Linked DNA regions of Sus scrofa: all the other regions are linked to region 1. Evidence: chromatin contacts called from public Hi-C, HiChIP or PLAC-seq and promoter capture Hi-C data. All regions are on one chromosome and are shown on one strand. Each heading gives the region's core, a stretch centred on a gene start, on an enhancer-like site or on the middle of the called end of the contact. The rest is flanking DNA. Distances are from core to core; before and after follow the strand shown.

Region 1 (6,111 bases), core at 1,011-3,510:
AGGGAGGAGCCACGTGGCTGCAGGGATGGGGCAGGGGCCTGGGCACAGTCTGGCTCTGGGTGCATCTAGGCCAGCTTGCAGGAGAGAGACCCTCTGCTCACGGTGAACCTGCGCTCCGCAGCGAGGAGACTGCGCATCCTTCATGGCCACCTCTCCCTCCCCTCCAAGGTGTTCAGGGGACAGCCCGGCAGCCACCCAGGATGCAAGGACGAGGCTCTGTGGGCTCATCCCATCCCCTGTTTACAGTCTCCACGAAAAAGCCTGGAAGCAACAGGAGGCAGGAGCCTGCCTGGAGTTACCGCTCCCCTCCTGCACCCTCCCGGACAGGGCCCGTCCCTGGATCTGTGCGGCCAGCAGTTGGACTTAGGAGAATGGCCGGGTGGTCTATGAAAAAGGAGGGAGGGAGAGAGGAAGGAAGACCCCCCAAAAAAACAGGGAGGTGGGGGTGTTTAAAAAACAAGGCTCTGGAGTTCCCATCGTGGATCAGCAGTAATGAACCCAACTAGTGTCCATGAGGATGCAGGTTCGATCCCTGGCATCACTCAGTGGGATAAGGATCTGGCATTGCCGTGAGCTGTGGTGTAGGTCACAGACGCGGCTCAGATCCCGAGTTGTTCTGGCTGTGATGTAGGCTGGCAGCTACAGCCTCCGATTTGACCCCTAACTTCCATATGCCATGGGTGCAGCCCTAAAAAGACAAAAAAAAAAAAAAAAAAAAAGGTTCTGATGGAATCGAACAAACCAGGTCTGAATCTTGGCTCTGCTTCTCATCAGCTGTGTAAACTGAGATAAGACAACACCTCTTAAGTGTCTTTGGGAGGGGGCTGCACTGGTGGCTTACAAAAGTTCCCAGGCCAGGGATGGAAAACTGCACCACAGCAGCAATGACACCAGATCCTTAACCCACTGAGCCGCCAGGGAACTCCAGTGTCTCTATTTATAAAATGGGAATAGCATTACAGACTTTATAGGAAGGCTGTGATGATTAAATGCAGATAAAAAAGCATAAAGGGATCCACGCACAGCTCGGCACATGTTAATCTCAAACTTAAAACTGTCAATTGAGATTCTCATCAATTCTCTTTGCCATGTGTGAAGATCTAAGGAGAAAATACTCCGAAAGGCCCTCTAAACCTTAGAGAGTTGGCCAAACCTCCAGGATTGTTACTGTTACACAGGGTGGTGAATCCAGTGGACTTGGCAGCTCAGCCAATCCACCTAAGCACAGAAACACTGCAGGTTTGGGAGACGCTATCTTTGTGACTCTGTGGCTTCTGGTCTCCACCAAAGCCAGCTACACATACCTCCAACCCTGCCGCCTCCCCTAGTTGACAGAGAAAAAACCCATTCCACTAATGGGGTGGGGCACACACACAGGAAATCAGACCAAGGAGACTTCTAACCCCGGTCAAGGCCCTGGTCCCCTCAGGGTCTCATTCCATCTCACTGTGCAGATTCTATACAACCAGACGCGAGCAGTACTGCCCAGCCCCACCCGCAGGACCTCGGACACTAGCTGTTTCTACCCCTTATTGTGCAGACGGAGAGTCCACACAGTCGACGGGCAGCCAAGCCTGGGCCTTCTGATATGGCAGCCTCTCTGTCCAGGGGCTGACCTTGGCTTCAAGGGCTCTTGGCGGCCGGCTGTCTTTCGAGCGGCGCCTATGCTGAGCCGTGACTGGGGTCGAGTCCAAAGTGAACTATGATAGCAACTCCCATGTGACGGGCACTAAGCTGTGCTCGGCTCGGAGCTGAGCAGTTTACTGAATCCTCGCGCCCACCCTCCCAGCGGGTGCTCGCCTTACCCCTCGGTTTCAGGAAAGTGCCCTCCTTACCCCCCGTTTCTCACAGGGGAAAGTGAGGCTCAGGGAGGGAAAGGGGCTTGGTGCGGCGGGGGCCGGCGTGGGGGAGTGTCCTGCCCAGGCTTCGGGGGGCCTCGGCCTTCCTCACTGCACACCCGGAGCCCAGGAACCGCCTAGGAGCGCGCACGTGGGGCCCAGCCGGCTGGCGCCTGGGTCACGTGGCGAGCCGGGGACTCAGGGCGCCGAGGCAGTTGGGTGCGGGAGCCTCCCCTCTGCCGGCGGCCGCCGCTCCCGCTCCCCCTCGCGCTACTCACCCCGGGCGGGGGCTCCCGGGACCCGGGAGAAGAGGACGAGAAACAGGAAGGGAAGGAGGCGGCGGCAGGGGTGAGCACCCCAGAAGCCCACGGCCGGCTCCGTCAGACCCAGGTCAGAAGCGACACCTCGCGGCGCGCACCGCCTTTGTCCGCTTACGTCACTTCCGGGTGTTGGGGCGGGGCCTCCGAGAGGCCCGCCCCGCGATTGGTTTGCCCCGCCCCGTGGGATCCTGCCCTCACTTGAGATTTGCCTCCTTAAAGAGCCGCAGCACCCACTCTGTTCCCGCTTCCATCTTGCGCACCAGCTCATTTGGTAGCAAGGCTGGACTTTTTTTTTTTTGGTCTTTTCTTTTTGGGTCTTTTTAGGGCCGCACGTGCGGCATATGGAGGTTCCCAGGCTAGGGGTCTACTTGGAGCTCTAGCCTCCGGCCTATGCCACAGCCATGGCAAAGCGGGATCCAAGCCGCGTCTGCAGCCTTCACCATAGCTCACCGCAACGCCGGATCCTTAACCCACTGAGCAAGGCCAGGGACCGAACCCGCAACCTCATGGCTCCTAGTCGGATTTGTTAACCACTGAGCCATGACGGGAACAACATGACTGGACTTTTAAAAAACCGAACGTTCTATGGGTTTTCCACTGGGTAAAAAGAGGGAGAAAAAGCCTCATTCAAGCCTTAATCCCCTTCTGCCAGATAGATGGAATAATTACTCACCTTCCAGGACTCTGAGGGTTAAATCTGTGGGATACCCTGTGTCAAGGGCTCACCTCTGTGCTTGGCGTGAAGTCTCAATAAATAGAAACTGATGCATAATTTTCATCATAATATTCATCTATGTCATAATATTCACAATATTCACCATAGTCTTTTTTTCCTAAACTGACATTTTATCTTCGATTTACAGTGCCTTCCTCTGGGTGTTGCACATAGGAGGTGCTGAAAGTATGCTTGCTCTAATGAAGTGAAAGGGATGATGGGGGTGCGGTACACTGAAAAGCCTCAACCTGGTTTTGAGTCCCCCACATCTGTCCGTGTTATTTGGCATCCTCTCTAGGGAACTCTGGATTTGACTTGGTTGCCTTGGCCTGGGCGCTCCCAAGCTTCATTTTCCATGTCTCTACGGCAAGTGGATAAATCTTAGATAATCTCAGTTGCTGGAGGTGTCTATAATCTTTTGGGGGCAGCTCTGAGCCCAGCTCTTTTAGGGGTGCCTTAAAACCCGCCCCTACCTTTTTCTCCTATTGATGGAAAACTTCCTTCCCTACACCTGGACTCCAAGGCCTTTCCGGGTCTGGCCAGCCTGCTGACCTCAAAAAGCTTCTCGCAGAGTTCTCATCGTGGCTCAGGGGTTAATGAATCTGACTAGTATCCATGAGGATGCAGGTTCAATCCCTGGCCTCGCTCAGTGGGTTAAGGATCAGGCATTGCCATGAGCTGGGTGTAGGTCACAGACGTGACTCGGATCCTGTGTTGCTGTGGCTGTGGTGTAGGCCAGCAGCTACAGCTCCGATTCGACCCCGAGCCTGGGAACCTCTGTATGCTGCAGGTGTGGCCCTAAAAAGAAAAGGAAAAAAGGAAGGAAGGAGGGAGGGAGGGAGGGAGGGAAGGAAGGAAGGAAGGAAGGAAGGAAGGAAGGAAGGAAGGAAGAAAGAAAGAAAGAAAGAAAGAAAGAAAGAAAGAAAGAAAGAAAGAAAGGGAAATATCTCACCTTCCTCACTCAATATTCTAACGTCCCCAAGGAGGCAGGCTCTTCCATCCCTGGATGAGGAAATGTTTACAGAAAACAAAATACATTGTCTGTGATGTTTCCTTCCAGGCAGACATCTTGTCATTTGAATTCCAAAGCCTTTTTTTTTTTTTTTCATTTTCAAATTGCAAAATCATACCAGGCCAGTGAAATGACTTGTCCAAACCACCCTTGTCCCCCTACTCCAGTTTCACCATACCAGGTTCATCCCTGGCCCCTCCCAGCCAAGAGTCACAGGTGGGGCCCAGCAGTCCATCTTACCCTGGAGCCTGAGAAAGGAGAGGCTTACGCAGCATCACATAGCAAGTAGAAGCAGAGTGCAGTGTTTCTGTTGGGTGTTTTTTGTTTGTTTGTTTGTTTGTTTTTTGCCTTTTAGGGCCACTCCCATGGCATATGGAGGTTCCCAGGCTAGGAGTCAAATCAGAGCCACATATACAACCTATACCACAGCTCACTGCAATGCCAGATCCTTAACCCATGGAGCGAGGCCTAGGATTGAACCCACATCCTCATGGACAATGTGCTAAGTTCTCAACCCCTGAGTCGCAATGGGAACTCCTCAAAACTGGTTCTTTTAGTTTCCGGAGGCCCACTGCATTCTTACTCCCCAAACTTTCAGTGGACGTTTCATTTCCAGAGCCACCCCACCCAAACATGACCCATCTGAGCCTCCTGGATCCAGAGGGGATAGTGGAACCCTGGGCTCTTCATCCTTGGCTTGGGCCTGGCTGCCTCGGCCAGGAGTCTCACAGCCCCTTATGACAGCAGCCTTAGCATCCTGAGCACAGCAGCCCCGCCCTCTGCCCCCGGCCTCAGTGGCCATTTGGCCTTGGGGCGGATCACAGTGACCCTGAAGAGGCCATGGAGGCAGCCGGGAGGGGCCAACAGAAGAACCAGGCCAGGAAGATGGGCTCTCCCAAGGACCAGCCCACCTGTTAGGGGGCTCTAAATTCAGGGGACCGTCCCTGGCCCCTCCCCAAAGCCCCACTAGGGTGAGTAGCTCAGAGCTGACCCTCTGGGGATGGGGTGTAGTGGGGGGAAGCAGGTTCTGAGACCCCAGTGTCAGGGTCTGGGGCTCTGTCTCCCAAAAGAGGAGCTTGTCCAAAAGATGTGTCTTGGTTCCACCCCAGACCTGGTGAGTCAGAAGCTGGGGCATCTGTATTTTCAACAAGCTCCCATCCAAGGCGCTCTGGGGCTCCAGCGGGACTGGGCAGCTGCAGGGCAGGTCACCCTTTCAAGCTGGTTCCAGGTTTCCCAGTTCCCAAGGGAGCGCTAATAACAGTAACAGCAGGTTGAACTTTGCAAGTGCTAAGCTCTCTCTACCACGTGGTGCTGTTTCAGGCACAAAGAATCAGGCTCTGGTTACCTATCCCCATTCCGCAGATGAGAGCACTGAGAGAAGCTTAATTAATTGGCTTGCCCGAGGGTACAGCTGATAAGTAGAGAAACGCAGACAAATAACAGTAACAATTTTTAAATAATAATAACGATGATGATGACGGTAGCTAGTCTTTGCTGAGCAGTACAACGTGCCTGGCGCTGTTCTAAGCCATTTACACGTGCTCGCTCATTTCAACGTCACAGCAACTCAAAAAGGTGGGTCCTCTCACCGTCACCGTTTTTTCACGTGAGGAAACAGAGGATCGGGGTGCTGTAGCCTGAAGCCTCTTATTGTCTGGCGAGCCAGCGGTGGTCCCCCCCAAGCCACACTGCCCCGCCCTGGGCGCTATGGCCTGCGGGCTGGTCTATGCCCTCCTCTCCACTTCACACGGCACCTCTCGTCCCCACTGGCGTGAGGATGCCCTGAGTTGAGCGCAGGGCCAGACATGCCCCGGCGGCACCCCAGTTCCTGGGCCCAGCAGGTGGCGCCCGAGGGGCTCCCCGGCGGCGGCGATCGCACAGGAGAGACCCGCTGCTGCCCGCGCTGCTTCTGCCTGAGCTCCGAGCAGCCTCTCGCGCGGGGGCTTCGGGGAGCACGAGGGCTTCGGAAGGCGGCGCCGAGTGGTGGCAGGACCTGGGGTGTGATTCCTCGCACTCAGATCCCGCTGTGGGCGCCAGGCGCCGCCGGCTACACCTGCCTGTCCTGCCCACCGTGGCCCAGCGGGCGGCGCGCGCCCGGACGGGGCTGAGGTCGCTGCTGCTGCCGCCCCTGCTCTTGGCCGGCGAGCCCCGGGAACCCGCGACCCGGCGCTCTGCGCCTGGACCGTGGGAGGACCCCCTCGGGGGCTCGGCCAGTGAGACCCCCGA
Region 2 (5,954 bases), core at 295-2,794, 170 kb before region 1:
GAAGGCCACCGATGACTATCACTACGAGAAGTTCAAGAAGATGAACCGGCGGTACTGAGGGAGGCAGAAGGGGAGCAGTGCACAGCGGGGTGTTAAATAGTGTCCTCCACTCCCTCTATCCCCATGATAACAGGCTGCCTGGACAGAAGCCTGTGCACTGATAGCAGACGGTTCCCAAAACAGATGCTGCTAACCCTGTGCCTCACATGCTGGATTTTTCAGGCACCGTGTGTGTAACCTTTTGAAACAAGACAATGCATAGTTTTTCTATTTGGGGGAAAACTCTCTTCTTGTGAGCATTATTAAATCTTGTTTGTAAATATGTTGACTTCCTCCTAATATTTGCCCTGGGTCAGGAGGAAACAGCTGTGAGTTTAGAGTGAGATGATACCCTTTAGATTGTGCTTTCATTACATATGCAATCATGTCTCCTACTTGTAAATATCAGGAACGGGGTTCAGAAATGCATCCGTCCCTCTTTACGGTGGAGCCAGCTGATGGCAGAAAAATCTAGGATGAGATCAAAGGGTCACTGGTATTTTCTGACTTGTACAGTTGTGTTTCTTTTCATTAAGAGAGAAAAAACAATTTCTATCGCTTTAAGCACTTAAGTATTAAATATGAAATGGACCCACATTGTTTATCGCTTGTATTGCGTCTCCTTACACCAGCACTAGGTAATATGTTCAGGCCTGGGGGCTGGGCAGCACAAAAGCAAACTTCAGTTCCTGAGAGGGGTTTTCTCATTTAGTTTAAGAAACAGAGTTCCCATCACGGTTCAGCAGTAACAAAACCAACTAGATCGTGAGGATGCAGGTTCAATCCCTGTCCTTGATCAGTGAGTGGGTTAAGGATCCTGTGTTGCTGTGGCTGTGGTGTAGGCGGCAGCTGCAGCTCCAATTTGACCCCTAGCCTGGGAACTTCCATATGCTTCAGGTGTGGCCCTAAAAAAAGAAAAAAAAAAAGGAGCTAAGGACACATGACAACTAAATATAATGTGGTATCTTGGTGGGACCCTGGATTGGAAATAGGATGTTAAGAGTTCCTGAGGTGGCTCAGTGGTTAATGAACCCGACCAGCATCCGTGAGGACGGAGGTTCTATCCCTGACCTTGTTCAGCAGGTTAAGGATTCTGCGGTGCCCTGAACTGTGGTGTAGGACCGGAGGAACCTCTCTTAGCTGGCGTGGCTATGGTGTAGGTTGGTAGTTACAGCTCCATTTGACCCCTACCCTGGGACCCTCATATGCCGCAGGTGTGGCCCTAAAAAGACCAAAAAAAAATAGGAATAGGACGTTAGGTAGAAACTAAAAAAATCTGAAGAAACTAAGTTTTATTCAAAGAGAAAATATCGGTACCCCCAGTGGCTCGGTGCCCAAAGGTGGAAAGGGCTCTGCCCTTCATAAAGATGGCGGACGCCAGCGTCAGGAGGATGCCCGCCCCTTACAAAGATGGCGGCCCCGGCGGGCGGGACCGGAAGTGCAGTTGGCGGTAGCGCCGATCCGCGGTAGGCGCGAGAACGCGCCGGGCAGCGCCGGTCTGGGCATGAAGCTGGGCCGGGCCGCGCTGGGCCTGCTGCTGCTGGCGCCGTTGGCGGTGCGGGCGGTAGAGCCCATCAGTCTGGGACTGGCCCTGGCCGGCGTCCTCACCGGCTACATCTCCTACCCGCGCCTCTTCTGCTTCTTCACCGAGTGCTGCAGCCAGAAGGGGAGCCTCAGCCGGGAGGGTAGGATGGGGCGGGGGCTGGGGGGCCTGGTGCCAGAGCTGGGGCGAGGGTCGGAGGCGGGGGTCCAGAAGGCCCAGGAGCTCGGGCAGTGCTGAGGCCGGCGGGGCCCGGACCCGGAACTGGGGCGGCTTGAGGTGCGGCACCGGGCCTGGCCCTGGCCACGACCACAGGCTGACCGGACTTTGATCAGGCGAGGCCAGCTGCCGTTTGGGCAGCTTCGCCCAAAACCCGGGCGTGGGGACGGTCGGAAACTTCCTCCAGAGAGGTGTGCTCCTTCCTCGGCGGAGACGCGGCTGGTGGGGATTCCTCCGGCGCGGAGCAGCGGGGACCAAACCGCTGCCCTTTTTCTGCCCGGCATGGGTGGAAGGCGCAGAGCTGGGGCGAGGGGCGCGCGCCCCTGGGCACTGGCCCCAAGGACCTCTTCGGGAAGGAGGGCTCGAGAATGGACAGGACTAGCAGAGGGAGGGCCTCCTGCACCTGCCGGTCACCTGGGCCAAGTGCTTGCCCACACATCCGCGTCTCCCAAGACGCTTGAAGAGCTTAGCTGACTCTGCTGGCTTTACCTGAGCCTGTAAACTGGGCCACACTTTGCCAGATGTGTCTCCCTACTGTCCGCCTGACTCACTTTGTTTTTCCTAGCGCTGCAGAAGGATCTGGACAGCAAGCTTTTCGGACAGCATCTTGCAAAGAAAGTCATCTTAAATGCCGTCTCAGGCTTCATCAGCAACCCGAAGCCCAAGAAGCCGCTCACCCTCTCCCTACACGGGTGGACGGGCACCGGCAAAAATTTTGTCAGCAAGATCATCGCAGAGAATATTTACGAGGGTGGTCTGAACAGTGACTATGTCCACCTGTTTGTGGCCACACTGCACTTCCCCCACATCTCCAACATCACCCTGTACAAGGCAAGGGCCGAATTTTGGAATCCTTCCTGGATGGGGCCGGGTTTGGGGTTTGGTGGCCGATGGGATTTGGAATTCCGGGTTGAAACGAGTGGGCCCTGAAAATGGCAAGCACGTGTCAGTTCCCCCTTTGAAAAGTGTGGCAACCACAGAGGCTTAGAGATGCAGGGAGCAATTAGCAAAGCTTGGGGTGGTTTCCGAAAGCAGGCTCAGTGGGATCGTAGGATTTTAGAGAGACACAATCAAACTCAGTTTCAAGATCTTCAACTCTAACGCATTTTATAAAAGAAGAAATGTTTCTTGGGAAACCTAAATTCAATCACAGTGTTGCAAACTGCTCTTAACAGTTTAACTTCCAGATTAACAGCCTGAGCCTTGGTGGTAGATTCACCTGGATTTGAGCCCTAAGGTTCCCACCTGCCAGCTGTGTGATCTTGGGAAAGTTGCCTGACCTCTCTGAGACTCGGGCTCTTTGTCTGTAAAATGGAAGTTGTGAGAAGTTATTGAACTCTGTCAAGTAGGTAACGTGGGGCCTGGCACATACGTATTCAAAGTTAACTCTTTTGCCTTTTTAAATTTTCACCTGTATGAACACATTTTTCCCTTCGGCCTGGGTCAGCCTCAGGATCACCAGCTGTCCAGGAGTCCCTGGGATGTGGGCCTTTCAGTGCTACAGCTGGGAAAGTTCCAGGCGAATAGAGATGAGTTGGTCATCCTAGTTAGCATTCCATCTTCACTGTTTAATAGCCGTGTGACTTGGAGCAAGTTAGTTAACCTCTCTGTACCTCAGTTGCCTCATCTGTAAAATAGGGGCTGCAGTGGTAACTGATGGGTTTGGGAAGATCACGGGAAAACGCTGGGTGAACAGTGCCTAGTACAGCATCTGGCCTGTAGTGAGTGCTACATGTTCAGTGTTACTGGCTGAGTCAGAGTAGCAGAAATTGGGAAGACCTTGGCTGCTGGAGCCTACTAGACCTGACGGAATCCTTGTGGGGTTTTTTTGGTCTTTTTTTTTTTTTTTTTTTAGGGCCGCACCTGTGGTGTATGGAGGTTCCCAGGCTAGGGGTCGAACTGGAGCTGTAGCCACCACCCACAGCACAGCCACAGCAACAGCAACACGGGATCTGAGCTGCATCTACGACCTACACCACAGCTCACGGCAACGCCGGATCCTTAACCCACTGAGTGAGGCCAGGGATCGAACCTGCATCCTCAGGGATACAAGTTGGGTTTGTTAACCACTGAGCCACGACAGGAACTCCGGGAGTCCTTGTTTAAACAGTGACTGGTTTTGTGGGCTCAGGCAAGTCACTTCAGCTCTCCTAGGGTTCTTGCTCTGTAAACAGAGGTTCATCCATCCCTATAGAGCAGAATTTCTGCTTAGGTTAAAGATGTACACATGGAATATTGTCACCATGGTCTGAGTGGCCAAATAAAAACCGAAATCATAAGAAGTCAAGACTTACATTGTAACATCCAGAATTTTCCCCAGAAACAAGTGGCTAATTCGTCCTCTGTACTGGTGTCGCGGGAAAAGGCCAGGAACGCATCATATAAACCACAGCTCAAATTTCTGATGAAAAGTGTCCTGTAGGACGTTCCCATGTGGCACAGCGGGCTAAGGATCTGGTGTGGCTGCGCTGTGGTGCAGGCCGAAGCTGTGGCACCGGTTCAGTCCCCGGCCTAGGCCCGGAGACTTCCACAAGCCATAGTTTTGGCTTTAAAAAAAAAGCCTTTTTTTACCTCCTTACCTTGATTGCATGATACAGGAAATACCAAAATACCTTCATAGGGAATGTTTCTGGGTTTTTTTTGTTTGTTTGTTTTTTGTTTTCTTTTTAGGGCCACACCCATGGCATATGGAAGTTCCCAGGCTAGGGGTTGAATTGGAGCTACAGCTGCTGGCCTACACCCCAGCTACGGCAACTCGGGATCCGAGCCTCGTCTGCGACCTCCACCACAGCTCACGAGCAATGCTGGATCCTTAACCCACTGAATGAGGCCAGAGATCGAACCCACAGCCTCATGGTACTAGTCGGATTTGTTTCCGCTGTGCCACAGTGGGAACTCGGGAATGTTTCTTTTTAAGCAAATTGACATCAGCAACCTCCAGGCACTGTTCTAGAAACTCAAGAATGTTCCCTCACCACACTTATCCCAGAGTGTGTGGGCTCTTGAGTTCTCCTTACTTCCCTCCGGAAAGTTGGAGCACCTTCTCCAGGCTGTTCTAGGACGGACTGAGAGAAGAGGTTGCTTGGTCTCTGCTGGTGTACACAGGATAGGTATTAACGTTGCCATTTTGATGACAAAGGCCCTGCAACTTAGTGACACAGCATTGCTGTGACATGTCACAGAACAAGAACTATAATCAGTGCAGGGCCTTGGAATCAGGCCAGGGGAGGTTCAGATCTTAGTTCTGTCACATTACTAATTTGGGGCCAGTTGCTTATACGCTCTGTGCCTCAGTTTCTTTCTTTCTGTTTTTTTTTTTTTTTTCCGAAGCATATGGAAGTTCCCAGACTAGGAGTCAAATTGGAGCTACAGCTGCTGGCTTACACCACAGCCACAACAATAACAGATCTAGGAGTTCCTGTCGTGGCTCAGCGGTTAACGAATCTGACTAGGAACCATGAGGTTGCGGGTTCAGTCCCTGCCCTTGCTCAGCGGGTTAAGGATCTGGCATTGCCGTGAGCTGTGGTGTAGGTTGCAGACGCAGCTCGGATCCCGCGTTGCTGTGGCTCTGGCGTAGGCCAGTGGCTACAGCTCCGATTCGACCTCTAGCCTCCATATGCCGAGGGAGCGGCCCAAAGAAATAGCAAAAAAAAAAAAAAACCAGATCTGAGCCTCGTCTGTGACGTATACCAGCTCACAGCAGCCCTGGATCCTTAACCCACTGAGGGAAGGCAGGGATCGAATCAGCATCCTCATGGCTGCTAGTCAGATTCGTTTCCGCTGAGCCACGATGGGACCTCTTGTGCCTCAGTTTCCTCTCTGTAAAATGGGTATGACAGTGCACACTGCCTGGGCTTGTGTGAACAGAGGAGCTTGTGTAACCTTCCTAGCACAGTGGGGAGCACACAGGAAGCGCTCAGTAAATGCAGCCTCCATAGTAGCAGTTGTGGCGTTAATAGTGCTCGTGCTGGCGGCATCCATTGCACATGCTGAGAATTCTGTGTTGGCCTTTCCCCCTTGTCATTCAGGATCAGTTACAGTCGTGGATCCGCGGCAACGTGAGTGCCTGTGCCAGGTCCATCTTCATATTTGACGAAATGGATAAGATGCACGCTGGCCTCATAGACGCCATCAAGCCTTACCTGGACTATTACGA
Region 3 (5,846 bases), core at 1,465-3,964, 150 kb before region 1:
GATCCCTGGCCTCACTCAGTGGGTTAAGATCCAGTGCTGCCGTGACCCATGGTGCAAGTCACAGACAAGGCTCGGATGGTGTGCTGCTGTGGCTGTGGTGTAGGCCAGCGGCTACAGCTCCAATTTGACCCCTAGCCTGGGAACTTCCAACTGCCAAGGGAACAGCCCTAACAAGACAGAAAAAGAAAGAAAATTATTCTTTCTTTGGCAATCTTCCCTGTCGTACACTTTATGTGGCAAATATCCACTTTCACTTCCTTGCTAAGTTTCTATTCCTTATTTCAGCCCCCATCTAACGGCAGGAACACTAACTTTTACATTTAAATGAGAGCCTTACTGGACCAAACAGCAAGGCCAAGAATTTGAAGGATGGGAGGGAATAAAAGCTACTGAGGAGACAAAAAAATCCTCTGGTCTACACTGCTAAACACAGAGGCCAAGCTGAAGTTTCATTTAAACTTTCTAGGGAGTTCCCATCGTGGCTCAGTGGTTCGTGAATCCGACTAGGAACCGCGAGGTGGTGGGTTCGATCCCTGGCCTCGCTCAGTGGGTTAAGGATCCGGTGTTGCCGTGAGCTGTGGTGTAGGTTGCAGAGGCAGCTTGGATCCCGCATTGCTGTGGCTGTGGTATAGGCTGGCAGATACAGCTCCGATTAGACCCCTAGCCTGGGAACTTCCATATGCTGTGGGAGTGGCCCTAGAAATGGCAAAAAGACAAAAACAAAACAAAACAAAAACCAAAAAACAATAACAACAACAAAAAAAACTTTTCTAAGCCCGCTCCACTTAACCGAGGGCTGCAATGGGGATGCTGAACAAACTCATACATTGCACAACGTGGCTACCCTGTGGACTGAGAGTCAGGAGATTTGCATTCAAGTTCTGATTTGCCACAAGGTCAGAAGGACTGTAAGGAGCATGTCGCCTCGCTGCTCTTGGTTCCATCCCTTTTTTTTTTTTGGCTGCGCCTGCAGCTTGCAGAAGTTCCCGGACCAGGGATGGAACCCGAGCCACAGCTGTAACCACAGCCACGGCAGTGACAACACCAGATCCTTAACCCTCTGAGCCACCAGGGAACTCCTTGGCTCCATCTTTTAATGGAAATAACATCACCTGCCCCGCTGCATTATTTTGGGATCAGTAAGAAAAATGGTGTAGGAGAGCTCAGCAAATGGCAAAGGGTTACCGGTGTGCCTGGACTCGGCAGGGCCTGGGGCTAGGAGGAAAGAAGCAGAAGCCGGAGTCAGTGAAGAGATCGCCCAGACCAGTCCGAGAAGCCACGGATGGGACAACAGAATGCCTTGCCTGGTACAGTTTTACGTGCTGCTCGTGAGGAAAGTGCAGAGTCGATACGAACAAGTGGACAAAGTTGCTCTTCAGGCCTTTCCGGTGAAGATTTTCAGCCACAATCTGGCTGACAAAATTCTTGCCCGTGCCAGCCCAGCCGTGTAAGGAAAGCGTCAGTGCTTTCTTGGGGTTTTTGTTGTTCCTGAAGCCTGTCAGCGCCTTGAGAAGCACCTCTGTGGCCAGATGCTGCCCAAACAGCCTCTCTCCAGTTCCAGCTTGAACGCTGCAGCAGCCAGCCAGAGAACAGAGAGAAAAACACACATTAAACAGGCAGCAGAAGGGCAGCGCTCTCCCCAGCTGGCCAAAGTGAGAGGCAAGGTTAGCGAATGGTCCAGCACCGTCTCCGCCAAACCCCAGTGCCAGTGCGGAGGCAGAAGTGCCAGCTGCAGAGTCACACAGATGCCACCGCCAAGGAAATGGCCTAGATGAATGGTCTCCTCAACACTCAAGTGTCTGAGAAGGAAGGTAAATGCGTTCCTTCATCCGAGGACGGGTCCTCTCTTGACTCAGCTGCTTGCTATTTCCCCAGCCACCCTGTAAGAAAACCAAAGACCAAATGCGGGCTTTCTGGGCAGACGCTGCACATTTGAGAACGACTTATTGGGTTGGCACGGCGTCCCAAGGAATCCCAACTTTTAGAAAGGAATTTGGGGGAGTTCCCGTCGTGGCTCAGCGGCAAGGAGGATGCGACTAGGACCCATGAGGATGCTGGGTCAATCCCTGGCCTCGCTCAGTGGGTTAAGGATTCGGCCTTGCTGTAAGCTGCGGTGTAGGTCGCAGACTCCACTCGGATCCCGCGTTGCTGTGGCTGTGGTGTAGGCCGGCAGCTGTAGCTCCGAATTGACCCCTAGCTTGGGAACTTCCACATGCCGCAGGTGCGGCCCTAAAAACCGAAAAAGAATAAAAGGAACTCGGGCAGAGCCTCACGATCTGGAGAATCTGTCCCCGAAGACACGGCCTCCAGGCTGGAGTCCGGACCCAGGCCCCTCCATGCCCCCTCCTACCCCAAAGGGTGAGCGCGATGTGCCGGGCGCTGACGCCTGCGGGGGCCTGTCCCTCGCGCCCCTCGAGCCCCTCCAGCCAGACCCGCCGTACCCGACGCGTTGAGCGGCTGCTCCTCCCGGCAGCACTCGGCGAAGCGGCAAAACAGCTCGGTGTAGGACAGGTAGCCGGTGAGGACCGATGCGGTCCCGATGGCGATGCCCAGGGTGATGGGCTCGAACGCCGCCGCCACGTGTGCCGCCAGCAGCAGCCGCAGCGCCGCGGTGCCCCCCAGCCGCCCTGCGGGGTGCATCACCGGATTGGCAGCCCGCCGCCGCGGATACGCTGGGCGCCCTTGGGGCCAAGAGGCCGGGCTGACTTCCGGTCTGTGCGTCACTTCCGCCCCTCAGACCCACCCACCCCCGTAGGTCCGCCCTGTTGGCGAGGGGCGTGGCTCTGCGCCACCATCCGCGCGAGAGGCTCCAGGGAGTCTAGCTTTGAAGGTTCTGTTCTAAGCGCTCATCAGACCCTTCACGCTTTGCTTTGTCATCCCTCCCTTCACTTCCCCGGAGCTGGAACGAGCGTTTCGCATTATATACTCCCCACCTGCCTGCCTTTCTGAAACAACTGCGGAGGGCTCCGGGTCCCCAAAGCAGACGTGCCCTGGCGTGCACCGTCGAAGCCCGAAGTCCATCCTTTCCAGCATGCTGCAAGACGGCATCCTGGCTGGTGCTGGGAGACAGCCGTGAGGGAGAGGGGCTTGGCCCCTGCCCTCTCCAGCTTCTAGGCTAGGGGACCCCAGGCAGTGGGCAAGGGCCAATAATGAAGTTGGATAAGCACAGGGGCGGTGGAACAGGGAAGGTTTTTGTCTAAAATGAGAATTTTAAAAGTTATCCAAGCAAAAAGCGAGGAGTAGAAAGTTCTATGGAGAGAAGAGAATTTGCAGAATGTGCAGGTTGGGGACCTGAGAGTATTTCACGTGGTGGAGGCTGGTGAGAATAGGGACGGAGAGCTAGACAGAGACCGGAAGGGGAAGGACTCTATCTGGGGCGGGGGGGGGGGGTGGTAACAGGGAGCCCTAGAGGTTTCACACAGGGAGCGACATGGTCACATCGGAGATCCCTGTGGCTGCTGGGTTCTTCGAGGAGGCTGTTGCAATGCTCCAGGGAACCTGACCCAGGCTTTGCCAAAGCTGGTTGAGTTCATTCATCAGCCAATCTATGGACAAATATTTAGTGAACACTGGCTGTGTCTGATCCAGCGCCATAAGCTGGGGCTAAAGCAGGGAGGGAATAGGGCAGACCCGTGACCTCACAGAGCCTCAGTCTAGTGAGGGAGACATGCCCGCAGAGTCAGGGCCATGATCTGGGATGCTCGGAGGGGGATGGCTCTCCTCTCCACCTCCCAGTTTTTTGTTTTGTTTTGTATTCCTTTTTCATTTGCATCCACAGCATATGAGAAGTCCCAGGCCAGGGGCTGAATCCGAGCGGTAGCTGCAACAAAAGCTGCTGCAGTTGGATTCTTAACTCACTTCACCACAGTGAGAAATCCTCTTTTCAGATTCTTTGCCATTATAGGTTATTACAAGATATTGAAGGAGTTCCCGTCATGGCTCAGCGTTAACAAATCTGACTAGCACCCATGAGGACACAGGTTCAATCCCTGGCCTTGGTCAGTGGGTTAAAGATCCAGTGTTGCTGTGAGCTGTGGTGTAGGTCGCAGACTCGACTTGGATCCTGTATTGCTGTGGCTGTGGTGTAGGCCGCAGCTACAGCTCCGATTGGACCCCTAGCCTGGGAACCTCCATACCTTAGGTGCGGCCCTAAAAAGCAAAAAAAAAAAAAAAAAAAAAAATTGAATATACTTTTCTGTGCTATATAGTAGGTCCCTGTTGTTTATCTACTTTATATATAGTAGTGTGTATCTCTTAATCCTAAACTCCTTTCTCCTTTGGTAACCGTAAGTTTGTCTGCTATGTCTCTGAGTCTTTTTCTGTTCATTTGTGTCATATGATAAGTTCCACATACAGGTGATATCATATGGTATTTGTCTGACTTACTTCCTTCAGCACGATAATTTCTAGGTGCATCCATGTTGCTGCAAATGGCATGATTTCATTCTTTTTTATGGCTGAGTAGTATTCCACTGTATATATGTGCCACATAGATACACATACATGTTCATTTGTCAGTGGATGTTTCGGTTGCTTCCATGCCTGCCTTGACTCTCTTTAAGAGTTTTCAGGCCTCAGCTTGAAGCCTACCCAACCCATGGAAGTAACCCCTCTTCCCTCCCCAGTCACCTACTCTCCTGTCACCCTGTTTGTGTCCCTGTCCATTGCCCATCTTGCCACTGGCCTGAGAGCTTCAGAAGGACAGGGACCTTGACTGCTCCATCTCTAATTCCTGTGCACCACGTCCATAGTAGCACTCCATTCATATGTATTTAACAGTCAGGGATAGAACCTTTCCAAGAGGCTGGCCTCTGATCTGGGGGCCAGGATATACTGCTGTGGACCGAATGGTCTCAGCCTCTAAATACATATCTGAAGCCTGACCCCTGATTTGATGGTGTTAGGAGGTGGGGGCATCTGGGAGGCAATTAGATAGGAAGGTGGGGCCCTTAATCTTAAGATGTTAATAAGAGGAGTTCCTGTTGTGGCTCAGCAGCTTAAGAACCCGACTATGTCCATGAGGATGTGGGGTCGATCCCTGGCCTCGCTCAGTGGGTTAAGAATCCAGCGTTGCCACAAGCTGTGGTGTAAGTAAGATGTGGCTCAGATCTGGTGTGTAGACCTCAGATGCAGCTCAGATTCTATCCTTAACCTGGGAGTTTCCATATGCTGCAGGCGTTGCCATAAAAAGAAAAAATATTTTAAAAATTTTAAAAATAAGACGGCAAATTTTATATTCTGCGTATTTTACCACAACTAAAATTAAAAAAAAAAAATTGGATGTCTCTCTGACTATAAGCCTCTGAATACTGAAATTTTTCTTCTGGATCGAATCATCCTGAAGTCGCCATTTGCCAAGGTAGCATGGATGTTTTTAAATCTTTGACAAGTAATCAACACATTGATGATGGGAGTGGGGGGACCTTGGCTGAAGGAGGCTTCGCTGATCCCCGCAGCTTCAACTTTATTCCTCACCTCGTGTCAGAGCTGGGGTGGCTGAAAGCCGGTCTTTCTTCTGTACGATGGGGAAGGGCAGGTTGAGAAAAGGAGGGAGATGCATCTTAGGAAGGAGTCCGTGGGAGCCGAGGGCCTGGGAGTGGATTCCTTTTCCGTTACTCATGCTGAGCACCCCTTGGAACGTGTGTGGTACCCCAGCCCCAGGGCTGTGCTTCTTCCACGGAGAGGATCCCACCCTACTTGGGCCGTTTGATGTCATGTGACCGAGGCTGTCTGGTCCAGGTCTGCACCATTCAGCCCCCAAAGCTGCCTGACCCCCCCTCCCCTCCCCCGGGGCCACCTGGTCTCTGGAGCCAGCCCCTGAATGCAGTCTCCTGTGTGTCCCCAAC
Region 4 (6,005 bases), core at 2,372-4,871, 250 kb after region 1:
GGCAGAGAATAGGCATGCCTCCTTCCATTGTCACCACACTCTACAGTTTGCAGAGCAGCTCCCTTCACTCCAAGGGCCTCCGTTCCTTCACCTCAGGACCAGGTGACACGGGGGGTGGGGGCCTGGCGAGGATCACTGCCATTCTATTGGCCCTGGGGGAGGGGAAGCAAGGGAGCTGTTGGGATTTGTTGGGGTTCAAGCCCCAGGGCTGCTATTTCAGCGCCCTGAGGATGAGCGAATGCCCCTATCCCTTTGGGTCCCAGCATCCCCACCTGGAAAATGGGCCCCAGGCCACCCCCACCTCCCAGACCCACATGGGAAGTGAAGTCACCCTTATGGGTGCTCCTCATGGCCAGGCCCCTCCAGGGCCAGCGCGCTTGCGAGCAGGTATTATTAGCGTCTCCGTTTTGCAGGTGGGGAAACTGAGGTTCATGTGACTCGTAATTGGCAGAACTGGGACCAGAACCCGTCCCCCGTCCCCGTCCCCCCCCCCCTTTGGCTTCCTTTTCTCTGACACCACAGATGGCGTGCTGCGAAAAAAGAGAGAGGAGAGCGGGGAGAAGGGAATTAGGAGACGGAGCGAGATGGAGGGAGGCGGCAGCACCGTAATCAATTACTTGGGCTATAAATTTCTGCTGTTTTGCAAAGTGAGCACACAACCTCGGAGAGGCAGCGCTCCCTGGTCTGCTCGGGAAAAACCAAACAGCCAGGCCCACGGCAGATGCTCGGGTGGTGGGAGACGCAGAGGGAGAGGGGCGAGCTCCAGGGTGGGGTCAAGGGCAGTCAGTATGGCTGGGTGGGGGCGAGGCTGGATGGGGAGCAGCCCCACTCTCCCAGCGGAGCCAAGGAGGACGAGCTTGGGAGCTGCCCAGAGCCCCCTTGGGAAGGGACTCCACTTCCTCTTCTCTTCCCAGCAGCTTCCTCTCCCTTCACTGCTGCAGTGGGAGAATCAGTCCTGGGCGGCCAGGTGGTCACTGCCTTTGCAGCTGCTCCCAGGGGCTGCTGGGAAGGGGGCTCGTGAACTTCAACTTTGACTTCGTCTGTGACATGGGGATGGGGCACCATTCCTCTCTTCGTCGTCTGATGGACCAGCAAGATCTAGGGTATAAAAGGCCCAGCCTGGGGCCTGGCGCACATGTACTGCGAGTCGAGTTAATGTTGCTATAACATTATTCATATGAAGACAAGTGCAGGCTAAAGGTAGTTTGGAGACCAATTATAGTATTAAAGAGGTGGGGGCCGGGCCTCCCTTGGAGGCACAGTGCTGGGGAGGGCGGCCCCCAGTGGAAGGATCATGACCTTGGACCTGTGTCCATCTCCCAGCAGGTAGGGCTGGGTGAGGGCAGGTGGGGATGGGTGGGGGCAGGGATCGGGGTGCACCTTGCACTTAGGAAATGGGACCAGAGCGAGGTGGCCCAGGCCCAGACTCCTGACCTCCAGCTTCCTGGAGCCTGGCTACAGCCCACTTAGGGAATGAGCCCCAGGCCAGGGCCAGCTTCTCCCTCTGGAACCAGGTGCTCCAGGAAAATGGGATTCCAGCCCGACCCTCTCAGGGTGAAATGGCAAGACCACAGCATTTCAGGAGCCCCCCTACATGCTCATCTTCTCACAGTCCCAAGGAAGTTCTGCAGTGAACCATCCCCAGGCTCTGCTCTCAAGGAGCTTTGGGGGACCCCAAAAACTAGATACAGTGGGCACTGCACACTGGTCTCTGGACCCCAGACCCCGGCCAAAGGAATGGGAGGCCAGAGGCTGGAAGAGGGAAACCACAGGCTATAGACATCGTGAAATGAGGGAACGCCAGGTAGAGGGGCCCAAGGGCGGCGGGGGGGGGGGGGGGGCAAGGCCAAGATGGGCGGTAAATCTGGACCCCAGAGAAGATGCCTGGTGCTCCGGTGGGGACCAAGCACAGGGCTCGCAGCACACACTCTCCAGCCTCAGGGATGCCAGGCTGAAGGCAGTGGAGGTGCTCCCTCCTTTAAAGGAGACCTAAGATGGAGTCAGAGCAGCTCCCCCGGATGGAGGTAGTAAACAATGCTGTATTAGTCAGGATGGGCTCACGGATACAACCAACCCCCAACCCCCCAAAAAGCTTGCTTTCTTATTCACGTCACTACTGAGGGCTGGAGGAGGGGCGGGTGGGAGTCCTGCTCCACGCAGTAACTCAGGGGCCCAGCTTCCCTCATCTTGTAGTTCGTCATCTTCGAAGGCCTTTTCCTCCCCTGTGACAGTCTTGAGGAAGGGTGACGAGAGAGTGGGGAAGATGACATAGAAGGAATTTCATGCTCGTAAAAGGGGTGGGGGAGAGGCCAGCCCTCGGCTCACTTTCCATTAACCAGCGCTCTGGCATGTGGCCACGCCCCCACTGCAAGGGAGGCTGGGAAATGTAGTCCAGCTGTGTGCCCAAGAGGAAAATCATGAACCAGAGAGTCTGGCAAAGCATAGCGGTCCTTACCACAGAGGCCATTCTCTTTAGGTGGAGGAGCTGTTGCTCACAGAGCACCCTGTGTAGGGCCCAGCCCCTGCCTTGTGTGCCAGAGCTGGCTATTTGTCCTGTAAGTGCGGAGGCTGCTGGCCTGAAGGTTAGGACAGGCGTTGGAAACCTATTCCTAGTCCCTCCCGAAACTGTACATTAAAGTGTGTGTGTGTGTGTGTGTGTGTGTGTGTGTGAGAGAGAGAGAGAGAGAGAGAGAGAGAGCGAGAGAAAGGAATAGAGAGATATTTTGTGGTCTAAGAAGAACATCCAAAGCTTTCACCAGATTCTCAAAAATTTGCGCATAACAGTTTCAAAAGAAACGGACCATCACCTATGAAGGCAGCAGCTTAACTGCGAAGTTGACGGTACTTGGGACTTAGCAAGGCCTGGATACAGGGTACATTGGTCCTTACGGCCCCACTGCGCAGGAGGAGGTAGAGCCAAGGCTTCTGCAGCTACCATCTCTCCTCTCCCACTAAACACACCCCAGAGACCCCAGGGTCAAGACGGAGAAGGCCTCAATTGATTCTTGACAGTGGATGCACCCATTCCCGTCGGCTGCAATGGCCAAGGTGGCCACAGGCTCAGGGACGTCAGCCCTGGAGGCCAGCTGAGATGCGCAGGTAGAGAAACGGAGGTCGGAGGGGGACCATCCCGCGCAGGGTCGCACAGCGAGGGAGGACAGAGCCGGGACTGACCTTCAGATCCAGTCAGTCGGGTGTCTGGGCTTATAAGCAACAGAAGTGGACTCTGTTTGCCTTGATCCGAAAAAGGCTCCATCTCCAGACCGGGGGGGGGGGGGGTTCAGAATGTAAGGGAACACAGGGGATGCAGACGGGCCCCAGCGAGGATGCAGCCAGGCCCTCCTGGAGAGCAGGGGACACTCAGCGACCTCCCTTGGGGCTGGCCGTCAGGACGAGGACTGAGGGACCCAAGCTCAGGGAAGGCGGGCTGCTGACCCATCCCTTGGCACGGAAGCTCGGAGCATCTGGACCGGCAGCCCAGTCCCCGGATTGCACACACAGGGGGGAGTTCCCCATGAGGCAACTGGAGGACTTTCGCCAGAAAGAGACAGGGTGAGGGTGCCGGGCGGCCAAAACAGCAGATGTCCGCTCTGGCCTCCTGCTCCAGGGTTGTGCAATCGAAACAAAACAAGCACGAGGCTGGTTTCCTGCAGCCCAGAGCTGCAGCCTCACCAGGGAATCCGACCCAGAGGAGGCCCGGAAAACAGAGGCACAGGGCAGATGGGTGTTCCGGGCTCTGACACGTCCCCCAGGAGATGGGCAGCTTCCTGAGGGCAGTGGGCAGGCTGGCGGTTCCACACCAGGCTGGGCTCCCTGGGGGCTTGCCCAGGCTGGTTAAGGGAGCTTTTCACAACAAAGGATGCAAGGCTGGAGGAGGAACTGGGCTGGGGGTTGAGGATTCCAGCTGAAGTCATCGCAGGAGAGCAGGGAGCACTGCCCAGCTCTGGGGGCAGCTCATCTGAGAGCGATGCTCAAGCTGGAAGGAGCAAGAAACCACTGACAGAGAGGGGATGAGGTGCTGCGATGCTGGAGAGGCTACAGTCCCCAGTTCTCCAATCTAATCTCAGGGTCACTCTGCAGGCGCCCCATAGATGTGATTGCAGTCCATAATCGGTTGACTTTTGAGAGACATTGGCCTAGATTTTCGGGGAGGGCCTGATTCCATCATTGGAAAGGCTCTAAGTGCAAAGCAGAGGCCTCCTCGATGGGGAAGCTATTCCACCCACACACAGCGGCGTCAGCCCAGGGCCCAGAGGTCCAGCCTGCCCTTCAGAGTTCGGGCTTGTCTAGCCAGCTCCACCATTGCATAACCAATTCCTTGCAATAGATTCCTTCACATAGATCTCCTGCTGCTTCTGTTTTCCCTGGTTGAAGACTGAGTGAGGCAGATGGGGAGGGAGGCTGCAGGGGTGCTCCAGGAGGCTGCTGGCCTCGCTCTGGGTAGAGGTACCCACGTCCTTACAGATGAGAGCTAACTGGGTCACGTCCCTTAACACAGCCAGGGACCAAGGACAGCGCCCCTGGGTGTCAGTTCTCAGAAAGGTGAGCCTGGCATCCTGTCCTCCTGTCGCTTGTCATCCCCCCACTCCAGCCCCACCTGCCACCCCCTGAGCTGGGGGCTGCAGAGCTGCATTTTTGGGACTTTGGGAACCACAGGGGCAGGGAGGTTGCCCTAGCCTCTGGGACAAATAGGGAGACAGAGGCCCAGACTCACTCACCTGTCTGGGGGCGGGTCCTGAGCTCTTTGTATCCTTACCTCTCTCAAGGCTGTCCCTCCCAGCCCACCCCACGGGTGCCACTGGTGTGGACAGAAGCTGGCCACCTGCTCACCGTGGTGCCAGGGCTGTCCTGGCAGAAGGATTGCTGTTGAGGGTCTGCCCAGAGAGCAGAAACCAGCCCGGGTCCAGCTGATGGTGCTGAGGGGAGGGCAGGGCCCCAGTGGGGAAGAGGCCCCATCACTGTCAGCCTCTGTCCCCCAAGGCAGGGGTCTCTGGACACTTCAGGCCCCCAAGAGCTCTCCCCAACCTGTCAGTGGAGGCCACAGGTGGAGGGGTCCAAAACCGCCACCCCGCCTTCAAGGAGCCTCAGCCACATCATCAGAGCAGGTGCAGTGGGAACAAGACTCTTCCAAGCATCCTCTCCCCTTCAACAAGCAGGGGGCAGGGGAGAGGATAAAGACAAGGGGAGACCCCAACTTGAACCTCCAGTCTGCTCCCACAAGCTGGGGGGCCTGCAGACACTGGGGGCGTGCCTGTGGGTGGGCGGGGCTTTCCCTCCAATTTATCCAGGAAACAGGAAGACAGAGCCCCCTCTGCCAGGCTCAGCCCCGGGCACCATTGGTTGTTAACGCCTTTCATCCTCACGCCCATCTCACAGAGGGGGAGACTGAGGCTCAGGGAGGTTAACTTCCTCCCCCAGGCCCACAGCTGGCACATGGCAGGCAGGCCCTGTCGCCCTGGGGTCCAGCCCTGTCTCATTGATGGCAAGGTCTGACCCATCGCTCCTTCTTCTCAGGCCTCCATGGGACCTCACACAGGAGGCCTGCCTTCCCCTGGGGCATCATCTCTTGGGCCCTGTATCAAGAGCGCTCCCTTGGAGTTCCCGTCATGGCTCAGCAGTAACAAACCTGACGAGTATCCATGAGGACACAGGTTTGATCCCTGGCCTCACTCAGTGGGTTAAGAATCTGGCTTGCCATGAGCTGTGGTGTAGGCCGGCAGCTGCAGCTCCAATTCAACCCCTGGCCCAGGAACTTCCATAAGCCACAGGTGCGGCCCTAAAAAGCAAAAAACAAAAACCAAAACAAAACAAAAAAAGAGAGCTCTGGCTGTCTTTTCTTACAGCACAGGTCACAGCCCTAGCCCGATCCATCTCTCTCTCTCTCTATCTCTTTCATCGTGCTGTTTGTTTGGTCTTTGGGGCTCCCACCCCCCATTATCAAAGCAATAAACACTCACGATGGAATGTTTGGAGACCTCACACTGTGGTGTAATTGATCTGTTCCC
Region 5 (5,505 bases), core at 130-2,629, 220 kb after region 1:
GCTCAGAGACCTTCAGTAATTTGCCCGAGGCCACACAGCCAGCTCAAGGCTCAACCAGCACCGTCTTGGGTTTGGCTGACTCAAAACCCACGTTTCTGACACAGACCGCCCTGCCCTGAAGAAGAAGCACAGTCACCCATGGTCATTGTCCCTTGCCTGTCAGCTTCAAGCTGTCCCCTAGAATGTCTTTGGGCAGCAGGAGAGCTCATAGAGCCTCACCAGAGGTCTGAGGAGCTGCTGATGGAAACAGCCACGGCCCTGGGCAGAGCTGCCCCCACTGTGGGCACTGCCATGCTCTCCATGTATCCGGCTCTCAGCTGGGGACCACTCTGACCCAGCCGCAGGGGACAGCTATGGTTGCCACGCTCCCTCATGGATTTGTCCCCTAAGTGCCAGAGCCCTTATGGCTCCGGGAGGCCCCCAAGCAGGGCTGCTAGGCTTCCACGAGCCCATTTTCCTTAGAACCCCCTCCCGCCCTCATGTCCGTGTTGGACCTGGTTCTGGGGCCACCACCGCCACGCTGCCCCGAGTCAGGCCAGGCTCTGGTTAGTCCTGAGCTACAGCCTCTTCCTTCCTAGAGCTGGAGGTCCTCCCTGGAGGGGGTTGATGAAACAGCCTGGGCTTGGCCCACCTGCCACATCCCAGGGAGACTTAGACAGGTGGAATCCCCCTGGGCCAAGCTGGGAGATGCTCTAAGTTACTGCTGTGGTGCAGTGGGATCAGCGGCATTTTGAGAGTGCTGGGACGCGGGTTCGATCCTGGCCCAGTACCCTAGGTTAAGGATCCCGTGTTGCTGTAGCTGAGGCTTAAGTGGCAACTGCGGCTTGGATCTGATCCCTGGGCTGAGAACTCCATATGCTGTAGACAGCCAAAAAAAAAAAAAAAAAAAAAAAAGAATCCACGTTGCTGATGGTCGATGGGGGTGAGAGACAGAACACCAAAGCAGAGAGACCCTCTCAACCTTCCACCAGCTGAAGGTACCACGGGGCAAACTGGGCCAGGTCTCAGCCTCTTGGTGTCTGGGAGGCGAGGGGATAAAACCCCTGCTCCCGGGTGTGGAGCGAGAATGGAACCCTCTTTGGAGCCGGGCAAGGCACCAGGTTGGTACCCAACCCTGCAGGATCTGCTCCCCGGAGCTGGAACCGAAGCTTCCAGTCTGGAAGCAGAGGGGCCAGGGGAGGCCCGGGCTAGGCTGTGGGTGAAGGATGCTGGGGGAGGGGGACGGAGAGGGGAGAAGAGAACCAAGAGCGACTTTCAGTCCCACTCCGGTGACTCATCTACCCCACCTTGAGCGAGAAAGGTAGAGCTTTCGTTATCATCATCATTAGAGGGGGGTGGTTCGAAATGTCTAGAAGCTGCGGAAGAGGAAGACGGCTCACGCACACGTGAACCACAGTGAGTCATCCCTGCGTGAGGAGTGTTGGTGATTTTTATCTTCTTGCTTGTAGTTTTCAGTGTTGCTTGAATTTTTTTATTCTACAAGAAGAGTGTTTTGGTGTTTTTTTTTTTTTTTTTTAACAGAAACAACAGTGATGTTACCAAAAAAAAAAAAAGAATTTTAAATCAACAAGACTAAACACTGAGTACCAAGATGCCCTTCCAAAGAGATGAAGCAGTTATGAACACCACCAAGGGAAAATGTAAGAGGCTGATGGTCCTGCAATCAGAAGGACAGAAGTACCAGACCCAGGGAGTCAAGGAAGCAAAGCTGAGTTTTAAAAACTTGCTGAAAAAAATGCTCCTGGGGAACGTGAGTGCCTTTGAGAGGAGTCAGTAGAGGAAGGATCCTTGAGGTCTCCGGCAGAGTGCTGGGATCTTGGGACCCAGGACGATTCAGCGCAGGCTGAGACTGAGGCTCAAAGGCTGCTGGCTGGGCAGCCGTGGGCAAGTGGCTGGGCTCTCTAGAACTCGGTGTTTGCGCCCTGTAAAATGGGCTTGGCACAGCACCAGTGTTGGACCGGCCTCATAGAGTCAAGCGGGGAAGCGCATCCCTTCTTCCTGCTTCCCCTCCTCCGTGTCCCCTTTGGAAACCCCTACCCCCGAGCCCAGGATGGAAAACTCACTGGTCTCCATTAGCAACTGTTCTTAAAAGCCCCTCCTGACCCTGGAGGCAGCACCTGCTGCCAGAGTGCTGTCAGATTGTTGCAGGCACCTGCCCTTTGACCAAGCGATTCCATTTTTAGGTATTTAGACCACAGAAGCACTCACGGTGGTGACAAGGGAAAACGCACAGGAAATTCATGGCATCGCTGTTTATAACAGCAGAACTTTGAAAGATGCCTAGACACCCATCGGAGGGATTGATTACATAATGGGAAGGCACCAGCCAATGAAAGAGCAAGAGGTATGACAAATACATACCTGCTCCTTCAAGGAGTGAAAAAGAGCAAGAAAGCTTCGTTCGTATTTCAAGAGGGGCAGCCGGTACCCACCTTGGTTGTCAACGTGCAGAGTAGCCCTGGTTGCTATGGTAGCCCTAGACAGGGACCTGGGGGCTTGGGTAGGAGGAGGGATGAATTCTAGCCTTAAACCCTTCTCTCTTTGCCTCAACTCACTGTGAGCATGGACCCCCTGGGGAAGCCATCTGCTGGCCTTCCTCCCACTAGGATGCTGAGTAGAATCTTCTGGTGCTCACCCATCCTCAGTTCTCTCCTCAGGACCCACCACCCTTGTGGTGGGGTGAGGCCATGGGACCAGTGCTGGCCAGTGGGTTTTTGGGGGAAGTGATGCGATGCTCTCGTCCCTGTCTCGGCGATGCCACAAGGCCCCTGGGCAGCCTGGCCCCCTGAGCTGTCACATGGAGGGCAGCTGCCCTGGAGAATCACCTGGACTCACGGGAGACTCTTGTTGTGTTGAGACACTTCAATGTGGGGCTCATTTGTTACTGCAGCACATCCTAGCCTTGCTAACTGATACAGATATGGAAAGTCACATTGTGGTTCCAGGGATGCCAGAGGCCTTGGACAGGTCCCTTGACTCCTCCGGGCCTCGATTTCCCTGTGTGTGTGGTGAGGCAAGGGGTCTTTCCTCCTCTGACCTTGGCTTGTGAGGTTCATGTTCCCAAACCCCAACAGCCTGAGTCTGCCAGTACTTAGGGCCACTGGGAGGACCACGGGAAGGGCGTTACGACATTCTCGCAGTGGCCCCAGGAGGGGGACACTGTCACTATCCCCATCTCCCCATGAGAAAACTGAGGCTCAAGAAGACGAGGTCACTTGCCCAGAAACCCCAGCATCTGTGATTCTTACCTGCTCTAATGACAACTACCATCTCATATTTTCTTTCTTTCTTTTTTTTTTTTTTTTGTCTTTTTAGGGCTACACCTGCAGCATATGGAAGTTCCCAGGCTAGGGCTTGAATCAGAGCTGCAGCTCCTGGCTTACACCACAACCACAGCCAACTCAGGATCCGAGCCGTGTCTGCGACCTACACCACAGCTCACGGCAACCCTGGATCCTTAACCCACTAAGCGAGGCCAGGGATCAAACCTGCATCCTCATGGATACTAGTCGGGTTCATTACCACTGAGCCGCCATGGAACTCCTAATATTTTTTTTCTTACAAACATGACTTGAAGGAAAGCCTACCACTGATAACTTGGGAGAACTTAGAATAAGGATTTTTAAAAATTTTACCATCTTAACCATTTTCAAGTGGAAGTACATTCATATTCTTGTGCAACACTCAGCACAGCCATCTCCAGAACTCTTTTTATCTTGCGAAACTCTGTGCCCACTTTCTCCCTCCCCCTCTCCAGGCCTTGGCACCCACCATGCTCTATAAATTTATCCAGTCTAGACACCTAATATAAGTGAAATTATACAATATGTTTTGCTTTGGCTGCAAATGAGACATATGCAAGGTTCTGGGCCGGGGATCGAACCCAAACCTAGGCAGCAGCCTAAGCCGCCGCAATCGGATCCTTAACCCACTGCACCACAGCAGGAACTCCAAAGTCATGCCTTTTGTGTCTGGCATAGTTCCCTTAGCCTAATATCCTCTGAGGTCATCCGGATCGCAGCAGGTGTCAGAATTTCCTTCCCTGTTAAGGCTGAATGATGATATGCATGTACCTCCTTTTGCGTATCTAGTCATCCGTTGATGGACCCTGGCTTGTGGCCATCCTTGGGCTGCTCCGAACAATGCTGCAGTGAACACGGGTGTACCTATATCTGTCGGAGACCCAGATTCGTTGGGGTGTACACCCAGAAGTGGAATCGCTAGCTCAGATGGTCGTTCTATTTTTAATTTTTTGAGGAGCTGCCATACTGTTTTCCACAGCGGCTGTACATGCCCATCCACCGTCCACAAGCTTCCAATTTCTCCCCGCCCTCACCCATACTTGCTATTTTCTGGATTTTGAGAGGAGCCATTCTGACGGTCACGGAGGGAATAAGGATTTTCCCAACTGCCCCTGGTCCTGCTTCCACAGGAGGAAGCAGGGGGCCGGGGTGCCGGTCCGGGTCTGGGAATATTGTAGCCGCATGTCAGAGTCCTCAGACCCCAGACAGGTGAGGGGGGCTGTGCTTCTGGGGCTGCCGTGTGACCTCTGCTGCCACGGGACAGGCAGAGGCCCCAGCCCGGCTGGCTGGGGTCCCACCTTCTCCAGAACCTCATCCTCTCGTGTTGCAATTCCTACTTCCTCAGTTCAGCAGGAACTGAGCTGGGCCTTTCCAGCCCCGGCTGACCCTGTGACCTAGTGTCCCCACCCAGGCCTGGGACACAGAGCAGAGAGGAGGCCGCAGCACCTGGGGGCGGGGGCAGGGGGGGCGGCTCCGTCATCAGCGTGTCCCCTGGCCTTCCCTTTGTGTGGGGGACCAGAGCAGACTTTGGAGCCAGACAGACAGTCTGAGTTCCCTCTCTGCCGCTGGCCAGCTGTGTGACCCTGAATAAGCCACTTCCCTTCCCAGCCCTCCCGTTTCTCATCTGTAGAATGGCAGAAATGGGGCTTGGCACCCCAGGAAGCACTCACTAAGCATCTCCCCAAAAACCCAACATCCTCCTCCTCCTCCATAACATCCAGACGTATAACCAGGTCATGCCTGTGCCAAACAGCCCAGGACGCCCCACTGCCGGCAGGAAAAAGTCCACCACACCATTACAGACTGGTGGGCACTGCCTGGACTGGCCTCTGCCCATATTGCCAAGCTCCCCTTCCCCTCACACATCACATTCCAGCCACCTGGGCTGCCCTCCTGTCCTTCAAATACCTGGCGCTCCTTTGTGCCACTGCCCTTTGCATCTGCCCTTCCCCCTACCCGAAATTTGCTCCCCGAGATTCCACTGCAGTCCCACAGTTTACTCCTAAAAGGCTCTGTCTCACTTCAAATATTACGTCTTCAGAGCCTCTTCCACATGGGAACCCTGGGCTCTCTCTCTCTCTCTTTTTTTTTTTTTTTTTGTCTTTTTGCCTTTTCTAGGGCCACTTCCTGTGGCATATGGAGGTTCCCAGGCTAGGGGTCTAATTGGAGCTGTAGCCACCAGCCTACGCCAGAGCCACAGCAA

The links. Promoter capture Hi-C pulls out the DNA fragments that hold promoters and counts their contacts. Hi-C and Micro-C count contacts between places; a contact is called where the count stands out from the background. HiChIP or PLAC-seq counts read pairs in DNA pulled down with a chosen protein or histone mark.
Region 2: a Hi-C map of liver shows a contact between it and region 1, with 4 times the contacts expected there. The contact joins the promoter of TOR1A here to the promoter of NTMT1 in region 1. A contact is called at or near these places in 1 of 47 Hi-C or Micro-C datasets (liver) and 1 of 2 datasets of contacts at active chromatin or transcription factors (alveolar macrophages).
Region 3: a contact with region 1 is called in a promoter capture Hi-C map of fetal skeletal muscle, with 2.6 times the contacts expected there. The contact joins the promoter of TOR1B here to the promoter of NTMT1 in region 1. A contact is called at or near these places in 1 of 5 promoter capture datasets (fetal skeletal muscle), 4 of 47 Hi-C or Micro-C datasets (embryonic fibroblasts, liver and skeletal muscle) and 2 of 2 datasets of contacts at active chromatin or transcription factors (alveolar macrophages and skeletal muscle).
Region 4: a promoter capture Hi-C map of fetal liver shows a contact between it and region 1, with 2.4 times the contacts expected there. The contact joins the enhancer-like site here to the promoter of NTMT1 in region 1. A contact is called at or near these places in 2 of 5 promoter capture datasets (fetal liver and liver), 9 of 47 Hi-C or Micro-C datasets (alveolar macrophages, embryonic fibroblasts, heart right ventricle and 5 more) and 1 of 2 datasets of contacts at active chromatin or transcription factors (skeletal muscle).
Region 5: a contact with region 1 is called in an H3K27ac HiChIP or PLAC-seq map of alveolar macrophages. The contact joins the enhancer-like site here to the promoter of NTMT1 in region 1. A contact is called at or near these places in 7 of 47 Hi-C or Micro-C datasets (alveolar macrophages, embryonic fibroblasts, epiblast stem cells and 4 more) and 1 of 2 datasets of contacts at active chromatin or transcription factors (alveolar macrophages).

Annotation. Positions count from the first base shown.
Region 1 is chr1:269,815,923-269,822,033 of Sscrofa11.1, reverse strand. NTMT1 (N-terminal Xaa-Pro-Lys N-methyltransferase 1) reads right to left here and starts at 2,260. Exons shown (of 5, transcript NM_001243457.1): 1 at 2,117-2,260. It overlaps C1H9orf50, which reads left to right. Exons shown (of 13, transcript XM_021085475.1): 5 at 1,969-2,186; 6 at 5,683-6,111.
Region 2 is chr1:269,981,068-269,987,021 of Sscrofa11.1, reverse strand. It overlaps TOR1A (torsin family 1 member A), which reads left to right and starts at 1,544. Exons shown (of 5, transcript NM_001105298.1): 1 at 1,544-1,724; 2 at 2,364-2,629; 3 at 5,827-5,954. The coding sequence starts at 1,544. C1H9orf78 reads left to right here. Exons shown (of 9, transcript XM_003122220.4): 9 at 1-636. The coding sequence ends at 58.
Region 3 is chr1:269,963,787-269,969,632 of Sscrofa11.1, reverse strand. It overlaps TOR1B (torsin-1B), which reads right to left and starts at 2,714. Exons shown (of 7, transcript XM_021070119.1): 1 at 2,433-2,714; 2 at 1,305-1,561. The coding sequence starts at 2,640.
Region 4 is chr1:269,568,732-269,574,736 of Sscrofa11.1, reverse strand. No RefSeq gene overlaps it. Among named protein-coding and RNA genes, the nearest start is that of IER5L, 120 kb to the right of the region's middle. Within about 2 kb of position 3,621, at least 29 of the 83 cell types and tissues checked have an H3K27ac peak or open chromatin away from gene starts, as enhancers often do. A contact at or near this core is called in alveolar macrophages, fetal liver, omental adipose tissue and 3 more, where this site is marked.
Region 5 is chr1:269,592,040-269,597,544 of Sscrofa11.1, reverse strand. The region is part of intron 2 of LOC102162054 (a long non-coding RNA gene); the gene reads right to left. Among named protein-coding and RNA genes, the nearest start is that of IER5L, 140 kb to the right of the region's middle. Within about 2 kb of position 1,379, at least 11 of the 83 cell types and tissues checked have an H3K27ac peak or open chromatin away from gene starts, as enhancers often do. A contact at or near this core is called in alveolar macrophages and retroperitoneal adipose tissue, where this site is marked.